5 separate regions of the Sus scrofa genome follow, and all the other regions are linked to region 2. Evidence: chromatin contacts called from public Hi-C and HiChIP or PLAC-seq data. All regions are on one chromosome and are shown on one strand. The core of a region is the stretch at or near the end of the contact, and the rest is flanking DNA. Distances in the headings are between cores, read along the strand shown.

Evidence for each region. Hi-C and Micro-C count contacts between places; a contact is called where the count stands out from the background. HiChIP or PLAC-seq counts read pairs in DNA pulled down with a chosen protein or histone mark.
Region 1: an H3K27ac HiChIP or PLAC-seq map of alveolar macrophages shows a contact between it and region 2. The contact joins the enhancer-like site here to the promoter of FGF18 in region 2. A contact is called at or near these places in 2 of 5 promoter capture datasets (fetal skeletal muscle and liver), 13 of 47 Hi-C or Micro-C datasets (adipocytes, embryonic fibroblasts, fetal heart ventricle and 8 more) and 2 of 2 datasets of contacts at active chromatin or transcription factors (alveolar macrophages and skeletal muscle).
Region 3: an H3K27ac HiChIP or PLAC-seq map of alveolar macrophages shows a contact between it and region 2. The contact joins the enhancer-like site here to the promoter of FGF18 in region 2. A contact is called at or near these places in 3 of 5 promoter capture datasets (fetal liver, fetal skeletal muscle and liver), 4 of 47 Hi-C or Micro-C datasets (embryonic fibroblasts, omental adipose tissue, retroperitoneal adipose tissue and 1 more) and 1 of 2 datasets of contacts at active chromatin or transcription factors (alveolar macrophages).
Region 4: a contact with region 2 is called in an H3K27ac HiChIP or PLAC-seq map of alveolar macrophages. The contact joins the promoter of FBXW11 here to the promoter of FGF18 in region 2. A contact is called at or near these places in 2 of 5 promoter capture datasets (fetal liver and liver), 13 of 47 Hi-C or Micro-C datasets (embryonic fibroblasts, fetal skeletal muscle, fibroblasts and 7 more) and 2 of 2 datasets of contacts at active chromatin or transcription factors (alveolar macrophages and skeletal muscle).
Region 5: a contact with region 2 is called in a Hi-C map of omental adipose tissue, with 2.8 times the contacts expected there. The contact joins the enhancer-like site here to the promoter of FGF18 in region 2. A contact is called at or near these places in 2 of 5 promoter capture datasets (fetal skeletal muscle and liver), 18 of 47 Hi-C or Micro-C datasets (adipocytes, brain, embryonic fibroblasts and 13 more) and 2 of 2 datasets of contacts at active chromatin or transcription factors (alveolar macrophages and skeletal muscle).

What each region holds. Positions count from the first base shown.
Region 1 is chr16:52,152,706-52,155,405 of Sscrofa11.1, reverse strand. No RefSeq gene overlaps it. Among named protein-coding and RNA genes, the nearest start is that of FBXW11, 58 kb to the left of the region's middle. Within about 2 kb of position 1,390, at least 2 of the 83 cell types and tissues checked have an H3K27ac peak or open chromatin away from gene starts, as enhancers often do. A contact at or near this core is called in alveolar macrophages, where this site is marked.
Region 2 is chr16:52,758,809-52,761,508 of Sscrofa11.1, reverse strand. FGF18 (fibroblast growth factor 18) reads left to right here and starts at 1,263. Exons shown (of 5, transcript XM_013990660.2): 1 at 1,263-1,852; 2 at 2,021-2,057. The coding sequence starts at 1,821.
Region 3 is chr16:52,009,327-52,012,026 of Sscrofa11.1, reverse strand. All of the region lies in intron 1 of STK10 (serine/threonine-protein kinase 10), which reads right to left. Among named protein-coding and RNA genes, the nearest start is that of STK10, 6.9 kb to the right of the region's middle. Within about 2 kb of position 1,321, at least 35 of the 83 cell types and tissues checked have an H3K27ac peak or open chromatin away from gene starts, as enhancers often do. A contact at or near this core is called in alveolar macrophages, fetal liver, liver and 3 more, where this site is marked.
Region 4 is chr16:52,211,124-52,213,823 of Sscrofa11.1, reverse strand. FBXW11 (F-box/WD repeat-containing protein 11) reads right to left here and starts at 1,423. Exons shown (of 14, transcript XM_021077115.1): 1 at 974-1,423. The coding sequence starts at 1,018.
Region 5 is chr16:52,132,688-52,135,387 of Sscrofa11.1, reverse strand. STK10 (serine/threonine-protein kinase 10) reads right to left here. Exons shown (of 19, transcript XM_021077114.1): 18 at 2,032-2,145. LOC110257343 (a long non-coding RNA gene) reads left to right here. Exons shown (of 5, transcript XR_002339815.1): 2 at 1,095-1,221; 3 at 1,978-2,170. Among named protein-coding and RNA genes, the nearest start is that of FBXW11, 78 kb to the left of the region's middle. Within about 2 kb of position 1,352, at least 2 of the 83 cell types and tissues checked have an H3K27ac peak or open chromatin away from gene starts, as enhancers often do. A contact at or near this core is called in omental adipose tissue, where this site is marked.

The sequences.
Region 1 (2,700 bases), core at 141-2,640, 610 kb after region 2:
GCAGGACCTGCAAGCATAAATCCCACTAGCCACCATAGCCAGGCAACCTAGAGTTGTCCCCTGGGTGACAGTAGCAAAAATTGTGGCACAAAATGAAGCTATGTAAGCTCCTTTCTATAAGATACTGGCAAGCTGGAGCAAGGCTGAGGAAGAGTGCAGAGATGGCAGCTGTCATCCTCTATCTTTGAAAAATACCTTAGTAAAGCCTTGATGTGGGTTAAATTAGGTACCTTTCCCTTCAGGCAGGTGCTTTAAGATAAGCACATAAGCCTCTTTCACAGAAGGTCTGGGAGCTTTTCAATCAGCTGCCTCCATGCTGGGTAGGCCCTGGGGTAGGTGAGTACATTTGATCCAGAACTGTTTCTCAGTTTGCTAAAGGCTTGTTGACCTCATGAAGTCAAGCCCTGTTGGCTTTCAAAGCCAGGTTTTTGAAGGGCTCATCTCTCAGGTACAGTTTTTAAATATTGGGGTACCAAATGTGGGGTTCAAACTCTTCATTCCTCAGGGAGAAGCTTGGGCTTTGTGAGATTCCTTCCAATTGTGGACTGCTGAGCCAAGGGTGGGGTTTATTGCAAGATTGTGTCTCAGCCTCTCCTACCTGCATTGATGTGGGGTTTTTCTTGTTCACCTGATATGTAGCTGTTTATCTGCTAGTTTTAGTTTTTTCCAGAGGAAATTGTTGCATGTGTAGCTGTATGTCTGTGAGAGGAGGTGAGTTCAGGATCCTCCTGCATTGCCATCTTGAACTAAAAACCAGACATAGCTTTTTGGAGACAAAAATTCAACCCGCTCCATCTCTGTTCTGGCCTCTATTCTTTCTGACGAGAAGTCAGTAGTCATTCAATTTTGTCCTCCTGTATGTAATTTGTCACTTTTTCTCTGGTTGTTTTCAAGATTTTTTTTTTCTTAACTTTGGCTGAAGCAGTTTGACTGTGATATAGCTGGGCATGGTTTTCTTCATATTTATTCTGCTTAAGATCTGCTGACCTTGAAATCTGTAAACTTATATCTTTTACCAGATTTAAAGCAGTATCAATCATTTCTGCAAATATTTTTCTGCCTTGTCACTCTCTCTCCTCCTGGATATTGTCCTGCAGATCCCTGAGTTTCTGTTCACTTTTTTTTTTGACCACACCTGTGGCATGTAGAAGTTCCCAGGCCAGGGATCAAACCAGCACCACAGCAGCAACCTGACCCACTACAGTGACAACACCAGATCCTTAACCTGCTGAGTCACCAGGGAACTCCTCTGTTCATGTTTTCATTATTTTTTTTTTCTCTTATGATTGGGTAATTTCTTTTACTGATTCTTTCCTCTGTCACATGCATTGTGCTATTAACTCCAGCCAGTGAATTTTTTTTTTCTTTTTTCTTTATTTGGTCTTTTTTAGGGCCACACCCTCAATATATGGAAGTTCCCAGGGTAGGGGTCAAGGAGTTCCTGTTGTGGTACAGTGGACACAAATCTGACTAGTATTCATAAGATAGTGGTTCAATCCCTGGCCTTGCCCAGTGGGTCAGGGATCCAGCATTGCCATGAGCTGTGGTGTAGGTCACAGATGCAGCTCGGATATGATGTTGCTGTGGCTGTGGCTGTGGCCAGCAGTTGTAGTGCCAATTGGACCCCTAGCCTGGGAACCTCCATTTGCCATGGGTACAGCCCTAAAAAGCAAAAAAAAAAAGGTATGCTTGTCCAGGCTAGGGGTCAAATTGGGGCTGCAGCTGCTGGCCTCTGCCACAGCAACTCCAGAATCAAGCCACATCTGTGACTTACACCACAGCTTGCAGCAACGCCTGATCCTTTAACCACTAAGCAAGGCTAGGGATCAAATCCATATCCATATGGATACTAGCTGGGTTCTTAACCCACTGAGCCACAACAGGAACTCCCCAACCAGTGAATTTTTTATTTAAAATTTGTATTTTTTTTTCATTTAGGAGTGCCAGTTGTGGCATAGTGGAAATGAATCCGATCAGTAACCATGAGGTTGCGGTTTTGATCCCTGGCCTCGCCCAGTAGGTTAAGGATCCAGTGTTGTCGTGAGCTGTGGTGTAGAACACACGCAGCTTGGATCCTGTGTTGCTGTGGCTGTCTTGTAAGCCAGCAGCTGTAGCTCTGACTGGACCCCTAGCCTGGGAACCTCCATATGCCATGGGTACGGCCCTAAAAAGAAAAAAAGAAAAAAAAAGTATTTTTTCAATTTTAGAATTTTTTTTAATGTATGTGCAGCTTCTGTTTTTCTGCTCTATTCTCCTCATTCTTCATTCATTGCAAACTTATTTTCCTTTATACCATTCAGTAATATTATAATAGTTTATCATCTTTGTCTACAAATTTCAACATCTGGTCACCTTAAAATTGGTCTCCATATGAGTTCCTTTTGTGGCTCAGTAATAGCAAATCTGACTATTATTCATGACGACACAAGTTTGGTCCCTGGCCTCACTCAGTGGGTTAAGGATCCAGCGTGGCCATGAGCGGTGTAGGTTGCAGACATGGCTTGGATCTGGCATTGCTGTGGCTGTGGTGTAGGCCAGCAGCTACAGCTTTGATTCAGCCCCTAGCCTGGGAACCTCTGTATGCCAAGGGTGCGGCCCTAAAAATGCCAAAAAAAGAAAAGTCTCCATGGACTGTCTTTTCTCCAGAGAGTAGGTCACATTTCCCTGTTGCTTTGTATGTTAAGTAATTTGGGGCAGTAT
Region 2 (2,700 bases), core at 14-2,513:
TAGCACTGTTTGACAGGGCCTACCTTAGTTTTGCTGGAAGTGAAATGGGGATAGCAACCCTAGCCAATGGTGCAAGAAGGTTCTTAACCAAATAGTCTGATTCCTGCGTTTTGCCTTTTGAGCTTGTTCAGTTTCTTTCATGCTATGACTGTTTCCCTTAGTATCAATCAGGCCAAGCAGAGCCTGGCTGCCTGGAGCTATAGACGGTGTGAAGCAGTTGCCTGAGACAAGAACACCCAAATTTTGAGGTTGGTGGGAAGGACAGGAGTCATGCCTCTGAAGAGATAGAGGCGGTTAGGCGAGATGTCCTCAGAAGGGACCTGATTAAGAGTCAAAACGATCAGTATACAAGGAGTAACGAATCTCAGTCTGGAGGCCAGAAGAGGGCCTGCAGTGGTCGCTGACCAGAGTCCTGCTGGCTCCTCCCGGGCCTGCACAGCCCGACTGGGCTGGGCTGCAGCGAAACTTCAGGACCGCTAGGTGGCAGCCGTGCGTTTCCAAAGCTGTCTCGCCTACTGGAGAGCCCAGCTGGGATCCGACCCGGGAGCTCAAGGTGGGGGGGGGGGAGATGCGTAACAGACGCCCTGGAGACCCTCTCCCCCTCAACGGCAGGGACAGAGACTGGAAGAGGGCTCACTTGGGTTGGCCAGCCGCCCGAGAGGGTGTCTGGGACACACCACGATCCTGCGTGGACTCAAAGGGCGGGTAAAAGAGACCCCCCCTTAAACGGAGCCGCCCCGAGGGCTGGGCCTGACCCGCCCCCTCCCGGCTCCCCACTCAAGCGCTGGTTGGTGTGAGTGAGTGCGACTAGCGAATGTGGGCGCATGAAGACGTTCCGCACCTAACTGCGTTCTTGGGGACCGCTGCCTGTCCAATTCCGGCAGCGTTGCTCCGTGGCGCGGGTCATTGCGCCCAGACACAGAATTCCGACGGCTTCCAGCGCTCACCAGCTCCAGCCTCGCGGGCTCTGCCCCTTCGGAGCTGCTGGTCCCGTCGCCGAGAGTCTGAGCGCCTCCCTCCAACCCAGGGCCGCCAGGAGAAGGAGGAGGCGGCAGAGGAGAGGCCGCGGCAGGCAGGCAAGCAGGCAGAGCCGCCTTTGATGTGGGCGCGGCGCACCCAGGCGAGCTGAGCGCCCGTCCGGCCGCGCCCCGAGGGGGGAGCCCCCGGGCCCCGCATCCTCATTGTGCCGGCTCGGGCCCGGGCCCGCCCCCGGCCCCCCGCCCCCTCGCCGCCCGCGCGTAGAAAACGCCCCGGCCGCCGCCAGTGGTGGGAGGCGGCGATGCGCACGGCCGGAGAGACTCGGAGGAGGAGACATGAGCCGGCGGGCGCCCAGACGGAGCGGCCGTGACGCGTTCGTGCTGCAGCCGCGCGCCCCGGCCCCAGAACGCTGACCCCTGGCCCCGCGCAGTCCCGCGCCCCATCCGGAGAGCACGCCCCAGCTTCCAGCCCCGCCGTGCATGCTGCCCCCGGAGTGAGCCTGTCAGCCAGCCTCCCGCGGACGCCCGGACGGACGGCCAGCCGGCAGTGAGCAAGCTTCTTCGCACCGGCCGGTGCCTCCTGCACAGCGGCGGCCGCCCCGCAGCCCCCGCGCCAGCCCGGAGGGCGCAGCGCTCGGGAGGAGCCGCGCGGGGCGCTGATGCCGCAGGGCGCGCCGCGGAGCGCCCCGGAGCAGCAGAGTCTGCAGCAGCAGCAGCCGGCGAGGAGGGAGCAGCAGCAGCGGCGGCGGCGGCGGCGGAGGCGGCGGAGGCGCCCGGTCCCGGCCGCGCGAAGCGGACATGTGCAGGCTGGGCTAGGAGCCGCCGCCTCCCTCCCTCCCAGCGATGTATTCAGCGCCCTCCGCCTGCACTTGCCTGTAAGCGCCCGCTCGCGGGGCTGCCCACCCTGCCTGGCAGTCTGTCGGTGTGCCTGTGGTTCTGTCTGCCTGCCCAGCCGTTTCTCCGACTTTCCGACTGCATATCTGTCTGTACCTAGGTCCCCCTCCTTCCAGTCTCACTGACGGCCTCTCCATCTCTCTCCGCAGGTGTTTACACTTCCTGCTGTTGTGCTTCCAGGTACAGGTACGTGGGCTCCTGACTCTGACCTCTCCCCCACCCCCGCAACTGCCTCGCGGTACGTGTCGACCCCCCTCCTCCGGGCCGCGCCCCCTCCCTGCGCCCCACCCCTCCTGGGCGCCGAGCCCAGTGCACCTGTTCCCAGGGCGCGGAAGGGCGGCTCCGCACGCGCCCAGCGCAGGAGGGGGGACCGGCCAAGGGCAAGGGGCTCTGCTGTGGGACTCAGGCTGGCGCGCGCTGGCGGGGCTACGGCTGGGAGGAGATCCCCGGAGCCGGCGGGCTCAGACGCTGCAATGTGCCCGGTTCTAGGCCCCCCGGCTCGCAGCGGGTGAGGAGTTAGGACGTAGGGATTTTCTCTGCCAACCGTCCCTTAACATCTCCGCTCGCTCTTCTAAACAAAAAGGCTCCTTTCAGACGAGTGGATTTGAAGTCCAGGGAGAAAGCTTCAGTTGTAAATTACTCTGTGGTTTCAAAGGCGTTTGCAGCATTGAGAGGCAGAGGGAGAGAGAGAGAGAGACAGAGAGACAGAGAGAGAGACAGAGACAGAGAGAAAGGGAAAGAGACAGAAAGAGGAGAGGCTCGGGTGAGAGGAGCAGAGCAGGGTGCCTGGGCCGAGGGACCACTGCCTGCGAGGCGGCTCCGGAACGGC
Region 3 (2,700 bases), core at 72-2,571, 750 kb after region 2:
GCCCTCCAGATGAGCTTCTGGTCTAATTCTCCCAGCTGCTCTGTGGGATGAGTCCTGGTCTCGGCCCCACCAGACACATGGGGAAACTGAGGCTGAGACAAGCCATTCGCCTGACTTCACAGAGCAGCAAAGTAGGGCATCCAAGATTCAAACTGGTCTGCCTGGCTGCGAGGCCCGCATCATTCATCACGCACCCGGGGACGTGACACACACAGGTGAAGAGACCTGTTTGCTGAACTGAATGGAGGCACGTTTGTGTGTAAGAGGCAGCAGTGCTCCATGGGAGCAATTCTGGCCCCCACGGGACATACGGCCTTGTCAGAAGACATTTTTGGCTGTCCCAACTAGGGGCTGAAGGGGGAGGGGCTGGCAGTGGTGGTACCTCTGTGGGTAGAGGCCAAAGATGCTGCTAACATCCTGTAATACATAGGGCAGCCCCCACAGTAAAGAATGAATGGCCCCGGGCGGAGTTCCCGTCATAGCACAGCGGAAACAAATCCGACTAGGAACCCTGAGGTTGTGAGTTCAATCCCTGGCCTTGCTCAGTGGCTTAAGGATCTGGCATTGCCATGAGCTGTGGTGTAGGTCGCAGATACAGCTTGGATCCCGTGTTGCTGTGGCTCTGGTGTAGGCTGGCAGCTGTAGGTCCGATTAGATCCCTAGCCTGAAAACCTCTATATGTCATGGGTGTGGCCCTAAAAAGACAAAAAGATTAAAAAAAAAAAAGAATGAACGGCCCCAAAGGTCAACAGTGGAGAGCCTGGCATGACACTGACGTTTTCCTGCTCGTCCCCAGGTCAGCTGCAGTAACCAGCCGGGACCTTCTCCGTTTGGTACCAAGAGCATCAACAATAATGACCTCTCTTCCCTCCTGCCCACTTCCTGTTTGGAGAAGGTCCGATACACAGTCACCTCCCTAGCCCAGCTCCACCCTGCACCGTCCTCCAAACCATCACCTCCATTTCACAGACAAGAGCCTGAGGCTCAGAAGTGGGGGGCCACTTTGGGGCTGCAAGCCAGATCCCGCTGAGCCCCGAATGCTTCCTTTACCACCTTGCTCCACTGCCCTCAGCAGCCCGTGGGCCTGGGAGTGAGCATCCGGGGCCGTTTTCAGGGGGCTGCAGGGTGACAGCCCCTGGCAACTTCCCCCAGTCCGGGTAACTCAGGAGGTCAGGGGACCACGGGGAGAGGGGAGGCCTGGGGGTGCTATTAGCTCCCTTCACCCCAGCCTGCTCCGGAGCCAGCGAGAACATGTCTCAGGGCAGCCAGGGCTAAATCAGCTGCTCCAGCCCCCAGCGGAGCCCCCTGGGCAGGCGACATCCCCAGGAAGCTCGGGCCACATAGGACCGGAGCCAGGACCTTCTCACAATAGCATGGACTTAAGTTGAAAAACACTAGGCTGAGCGGAAATAAGGTTGCTGCCTGGGGGCAGAGCTCTTTCCGGAGGGGGGTGGGGAGGCGCACGGGACGGGGACGGGGGACGCGGGAGACCTTGGCAGCGGCGGCCCCCAGAGGAAGCGGAAACCGGCTTTAAAACTCTGGGGCAGAGACGAGGTGGAAGGAGTTGTTGGCCTGGCCGGGGAGGGCAGGAGGCTGACAGCTGGCTCCCCCCTCGCAGAACCCCTGCTGTGTCTGAACCGGGCAGCAGGGCAGGATGTGGCACTTCAAGGATGTGGGTTAACAATGGCTCTCTGAGCTGGAGGGCACCTGAGGTCCCCACCCGACAGCAGCTGCTGCCAAGACCCTGGGCTCTGGCTGGATCCCAGAGGATCGGCCTTTCTCCCATTTTCTTTAAAAATCACCCTCCAAGAGGCATCGCTCCTTCAATCCCTCTGGAAGTCTAGCCTGAAATATGATTTAAGGAGTTCCCTCCTACTGGAACACAACAGGATCTGCGTGTCTAGACGCACCAGGATGTAGGTTCGATCCCTGCCCCGCACAGTGGGTTAAAGGATCTGGCATTGCTGTCACAACTGAGGCTCAGGTCTAATCCCTGGCTCCTCTGGCCCTGTGAACCCCCTAGCCCGGGAACTCCACATGCCCCGAGGCAGTCAAAAAAAAAAAAAAAAAAAGACAGAGATTTAAACGTAAAAAGAACTTTATAAGTAAAGCTGTTCATCAATACCCAGCTTTGCGATAAGGCTTTTACTTTGGGCGGGGGTGGGGGGGCAGGGGGGGAGCTTGACCCATGGCACACGGAGGTTCCCAGGCTAGCGGTTGAATCAGAGCTGCAGCTGCCGGCCTACACCACAGCCACAGCAACACAGGATCCGAGTCATGTCTGCGACCTACACCACAGCTCACGGCAATGCCGGATCCTTAACCCACAGAGCAAGGCCAGGGATCGAACCCGCAACCTCATGGATACTAGTCAGGTTTGTAATGCTGAGCCACAACAGGCCTACTTTTTAAATGCTAACTTTGTGCCAATACCATTGATGAACAATTTTATCAAAACGCTAAACTCACATTTGCTCATGTGCTGTTTTGTCTGCCTGAAACACTAGGTGAACGCAGAAAACCGTACCTAGATGAGCAAGCAGCAAAGGAACACACAGGGCTCAGACGCACACCTCAAACTGCGTCAGCAATCTCCGAGCCACACCCAGCCCGTGGCGGGGGAGGTCCAACTGGCCAACTGATTTCAGATAACCCTCCTTCCACCCCCTCACGAGCTGCATGCAACCCTTCCCACCCACA
Region 4 (2,700 bases), core at 174-2,673, 550 kb after region 2:
AAAGAGCAAGTTCTTCGTTTCTACTAGCCACTCTCTCGTGGCCCTGTTTCTAAAAACCTTAGGCTCCAAGTCCCAAGGCGGAGGGGGGGTTGGGATTCGTGGGGCCAGAGGGTCTGGCCTGGGTACCAAAGGTTTCTAACAGAAGAGTGATCGATTTCCCAGGGGCCTAGGATTCTCTCCTACTCCTTTTCTAGAAGAAAGAACTGGCGGCGCAGATGAGGACAAGCCCTCTTCCCCCTCCCCAATTTCCCAGAGCGGCTCTGGAAAACGTGAAGTTACAGTGTCTCTTTCCTGGGAGATGGAATCCAGAGTACCTGGGGCCTCGCTATCCAAACATCCCTCTCGGCCGGGTAGGAAACCCTTTGTCCGAGAAGCCGGACACCACAGGGGCCCAGGAAAGAGGCCCCTTATCGGTCACAGCCTCAAACCCGAGAGCTCCCCACCTCCACCCCTGTAGGGCCTATGCCGGCATCCACACAGCCCTGGCTTGAGAAGAGGGTGCTGAGAGACCCCTTCTAGGACGCAGAGGCCGAGACCCCAGGTCGATCTTCTCTGTACCCCCTCCCATCACCATCTCACTCGGCCTGAGTGGGGCTTGCAAGAGCGATGCAGGCCTGGCCGGAGAATTAGAAAAAGAAAAAACAGAAAACCCCTTCTAAGGGAGGAAGGAGATGCTTGAGCGAGTGTGAGCTAAGGCCACAGCACAAGCGAGCGAGGGTCGTTCCAGGGATGGGCCCAGAGACAGGAGAGAAGGGAGGGAGGGAGGAAAACCGAGGGGCATGGAGGGGGCCGGACCAGGTCCGGCCTGAGATCTCGAGGGATCCGGAGTAAAGCGCGCCGGGCCGGAGGGCCCAGGTTCGGGCCGAGGCAGCGGGGAAGGGCCAGGGCCGGCCTCGCGCCGGACGTTGAGATGGGCAGGCCCGCCCGGGGCCGGACGGACGGAAGAACGGACGGTCCAGCGGGCCGCACTCACCATGAGCTCGATGGTCTTGTCCTCAATCACCGAGTCGGGCTCCATGGCGGCCCTGGCGGCCCCGCCTCGCTCTCCCCGCGCAGCAGCGAACGGCCCGGGCGGAGGAGGCGACGGCGGAGGCGGCAGAGGCGGAGGCGGCTATCGCACCCACTCTAGCTGCCAGCCCGCCCGGGCCGCCGGCAGCTCCGCCCTCCCCCTCGGCGAACGCAGTACGCAGAGCGAGGACTACAGCTCCCGGCAGGCGCCGCGGGTCCCGCAGAGCGTTGTGGGAACGAGAAGACCCCGCCAGACCAATCTCTCCTAGCCGTCCGAAGCTGAATTCTCAGCCGAAAGTAGCACGGGACTGCGAATGAGAGACGTGCAGACCTAAAGAATTACGGGCTTCCTCAAGGTGGGGCTTCAGGTGCGCGCCTACTACATATCCCAGAAAGCCCTGCGCGCGGGTTCTCTTTCCGGCTAGTTTCTTCTGACTTCCTGGCAGCCCGAGGCTCCCCGGACCCGGACGGAAACTCCAAGGCAACTCTTCACTTGCCAGCGATCCTGCGTGCGCGACCGATTTCCGCACATGCGCGGTCTGTGCCTGCAGTGCCCGCTCGACACCTAAGTAACGGCACGGTTGGTCTGGCCTCTGTGGCAGGGTGAGGTGTTGGCGACAGGTGGGTTCTAGGAAGGGATGGTCTTGGGGCTCAAGTGTCGGAGGGGGGCCAGCGAGCGAGAGAGCTCGGGCAGAGAAGGAGGCTCTGAGAGCATGGGCGTCCCAAGAGTGGCGTCCCAAGAGGGGTTTGGAAATTTAGTTGAGAAAGAGGAGTTTTGTGGTCTCTGTGCACCACGTACTGGGAGGAACTGAGAGGTGAAAGAGAACCTATTATTCATTCGTTTAGAAAGTATCTTTTAAACTTCCAGCCTCTGCTCGTCACTAGCCTAGGCCCTGGGAATCAGCTCTGATCCCTACAGACAAGGCTTCTCTTCTCACGCAGCGTAATTCTGGTAGGGGGAAGACAGACATTAACCATAAGAAGGAACACAGCTGGAGATGCCCAGTGAATTCTGCCTCCAGCTCGGTATAAACCTTATCAGGTCTGTCAGTAACCTCAAACCAAAGACGACAAAGGCCCGCTGAGAATTAACAGGTTGGGTTTATTGCTGGTTGCAGAGAGAGAGAACACACACCATGAAGAACTGTGGGGCATCTCAGGAGGAGTTGTCAGGTGATTTGGATGAGGGTTTAAGAAAGTGGGACTTTACCCTGGATAAGATGCTGTCAGAAAGTGGAGGTAATTTTATGATTGGGCATCTCAGTAAATGTTATCTAGACGGAAGGACTACTAGACGAGGCTGAAGTCCTGATTGGTAGAGAAGCAGGAGTCCCTCATTACCAGAATAAGGGCTATTTGGTCATTTTTTGTGGTTTGAACAATGTCCCTGTTTGATCTGTGTTCAGATTTAATTAGGAGTGGTTTCGCTTTTGTATTGGTCTATCATGGCCATAGAATGGCTTTGTCTAACATTTATGTTCTATGAAATTAGGTTCAACAAGAAAACACGAGGCCTAGCTAAGAGGACCAGGCTATCATCTAGTAACATTACTGCCTGTTTGATTGTATCAGGCCAGCTGCCAAATGTCAAAGGCTACTGTTCTCTTTCTCAAGTGTTTTGCATTTTCTGCACCTGTAAAGGGAAGGGACTAGATGACCTCTAAGTCTTTCCATTTCCAAGCACCGAATTGC
Region 5 (2,700 bases), core at 103-2,602, 630 kb after region 2:
GTGAGGTGAAGAGCACATTTCTCAGCTCCTGCCCATAGCTGTCCTGTGGTATGATGGGCCTAGTGTTGCTGGAAATTCAGATTTCTATGTAAAATTTCCTTATACTTAAAAAGTTGGCACCTTTAAAAAAAAGTTGTAATTGCTGTACGTTGACCAAACCTGATGTCCGTAAGCCAGTTTCAGCCTGTGGGCCATCAGTTTGTGACTTCTGCTATAGGAATACCAATTTAACTATAATATCTACCACTTTTTTGAGTGCAAAGAGGTTTAGTAACTTGCCCAGGGCCTCACAGCTAGTAATGGGGAAGCTAGGACTTTGTCTCACATCTGTCTTACTTCAAAGCCTATGCTCTTCAGCACTACTCTCTTTTACCTCAATATAACTAAGGCAGGATTCTGCAATCTTTTTTCTGTAAAGGGCCAGATTGTAAAGATTTTCACTTTTACAGTATGGTCTCTGTCGCAACTACTCAACCGCTATTGTAGGATAAATTCGGCCGCAGACAATATGTAAATACTTAAGTATGGCTGTGTTACAATAAAACACTATTTGTAAATACAGGTACTGGGCCACATGTGGCCCAAGAGCAACAGCTTACTATCACTTGTGTTTAAGGCAAGAAATGTCATCTTCATCTTACAGCCCCCAAAAGCCAAGTTCAAGGGGTAAGACTTGTCTGAGGCCACAGTCTGTGTTAATTGTGACCCAAGCAACACTTTCTTGACCTTACAGGATATTCTCTACTTATTGATAGAAATCTGAATTTTTCTAAAAATATTCCCCAATGTACAGTCATTTCCCTTGCCCCCCCACACATGGGCAGCAGCTCAAGGCTGCTGATTGAAATGCAGGAGTGGAGACGAATGCTTATTCCAGAATGAAAGTCATCCCCTCTGGGCCACTGTTCCAACAGCCATCCAGGTAACTAATGATAGACCAGTTCTACAAGGAATTCTGGAAAGAGGCAGCCTCCACAGGCAAAACTCAATGCCAGCTCTCCAAACACCAGGCCTCCCCTATGCGCAGGCGCCCTCATGAAGCAATCTGGGATATGAGGCATTTGCCTGAGGCAACACTGATTGTTCACTTTCAGACTCTCAGGATGTGCCAAGATAAGAGAACCAGGTGAACATTTATTTCCTGATGCCAGAGTCAACCTATATCAGCAGGAGCACTATTGATTTCAGCATCAAAAAAGTCCCAGCAGGCTGTGGTTACAGGTAAGTGTGGACCTATTAACAGGAAGGTCTGGGACCCCGGCCAGCAACCAGCCAGAAAGCTCCATTAGCACAGGAAGAGGGAAGCCTCAATTCAAGGACCTCCAAGGCCACTGTATGGCGGAGGTGGGCCGCTTCCTCCTGCTTTGACTATCATTACAGCAAGGGGAGCTGAAGTATGATGCTGTTACAGACCCAAGGTTTAAGGACACATGGTCAAGGGTAATTAGGGCAGCTCTGTCCTCAGACTGTTGACAAGAGTGAAAGGAAACGACTGTGTACTTGGCCTATACCATGGGGTGGTGCCTTTTTGCAGAATACTATACAATATCCATGTCTTTACAAAGGACCACACTGAGGCCCTGTGATGGTTCATTTATTTGTCAGCCTGACAAAGCCATAGTAACCAGCTGTTTGGTCAAACACCAGACTAGATGTCATTATGAAGGAATCTTTTAGATTTGATTAACATTTATCTTAGTAGACTCTGAATAAAGCAGATTACCCTTCACTGTGGGGGAGCCTCACTCAATCAGTTGAAGGCCTTAAGAGAAAAGACAGAGGTTTCCCTAAGGAAAGAGGAATTGTGCCTCCAGACTGCCCTGGGGCTCAAGACCGCAACATCAGTTCTTCCCTGGGTCTCCAGCCTGTAGTCTGCCTGCAGATTTCAGAGTTGTCAGCCCCTATAATCAGGTGAACCAGTTGCTTAAAATAAATCCATACATCTGTATCTTCTCTATGTCTCTCTCCACATCTTAGGCAGACACCTGTGGCACAACAAGGAGCAGAGCCCATCAGCCCAGATAGGGTTACCTTTTTGCGTGGCCGAAGCTTGTCCCGCCATTCTTTCAGGTTCTGGTTATGGCTTTCATCCAGGGCCTTCAGCTTCTGAGTTTCATGCTCTACCAAGAGGTGACACTTTTCATTCTGAAACATATTCCAGGCAGAACAGGTAAGAAGCACAGAGGGCTGAGACATACCTGATGCTGTGACCTTGAGGGCACAGGCATCATTCATTCATTCATTCTCCTTAATTATAAATCCCATTTGTATGAAACTCTGTATGTATAAATACATATACACCAGGAGGTACCTAGAAGAATATTCCAGAATATTAAAACTCTTATTGTGTAGTGGGATCTGCAGCAATTTTGCATATATATACAGTTCTAAAAATTTGCCTTCCTCTTCTCTTAGTATTATAATATAAATATTTCTATGAAGAATTAGTTTTTTTTAAATAATCATTTTTGTTTTTTGGAGGTTTTTTGTATTTATTTATTTTGCTTTGTAGGGCTGCACCCATGGCATACAGAGGTTCCCAGGCTAGGGGTCAAATCGGAGCTACAGCTGCCAGCCTACAGCAAAGCCACAGCAACAGAGTCCGAGCACAGAGTCCGAGCTACACCACAGCTCACAGCAACACCACATCCTCAACTCACTGAGCGAGGCCAGGGATGGAACCCACAACCTCATGGTTCC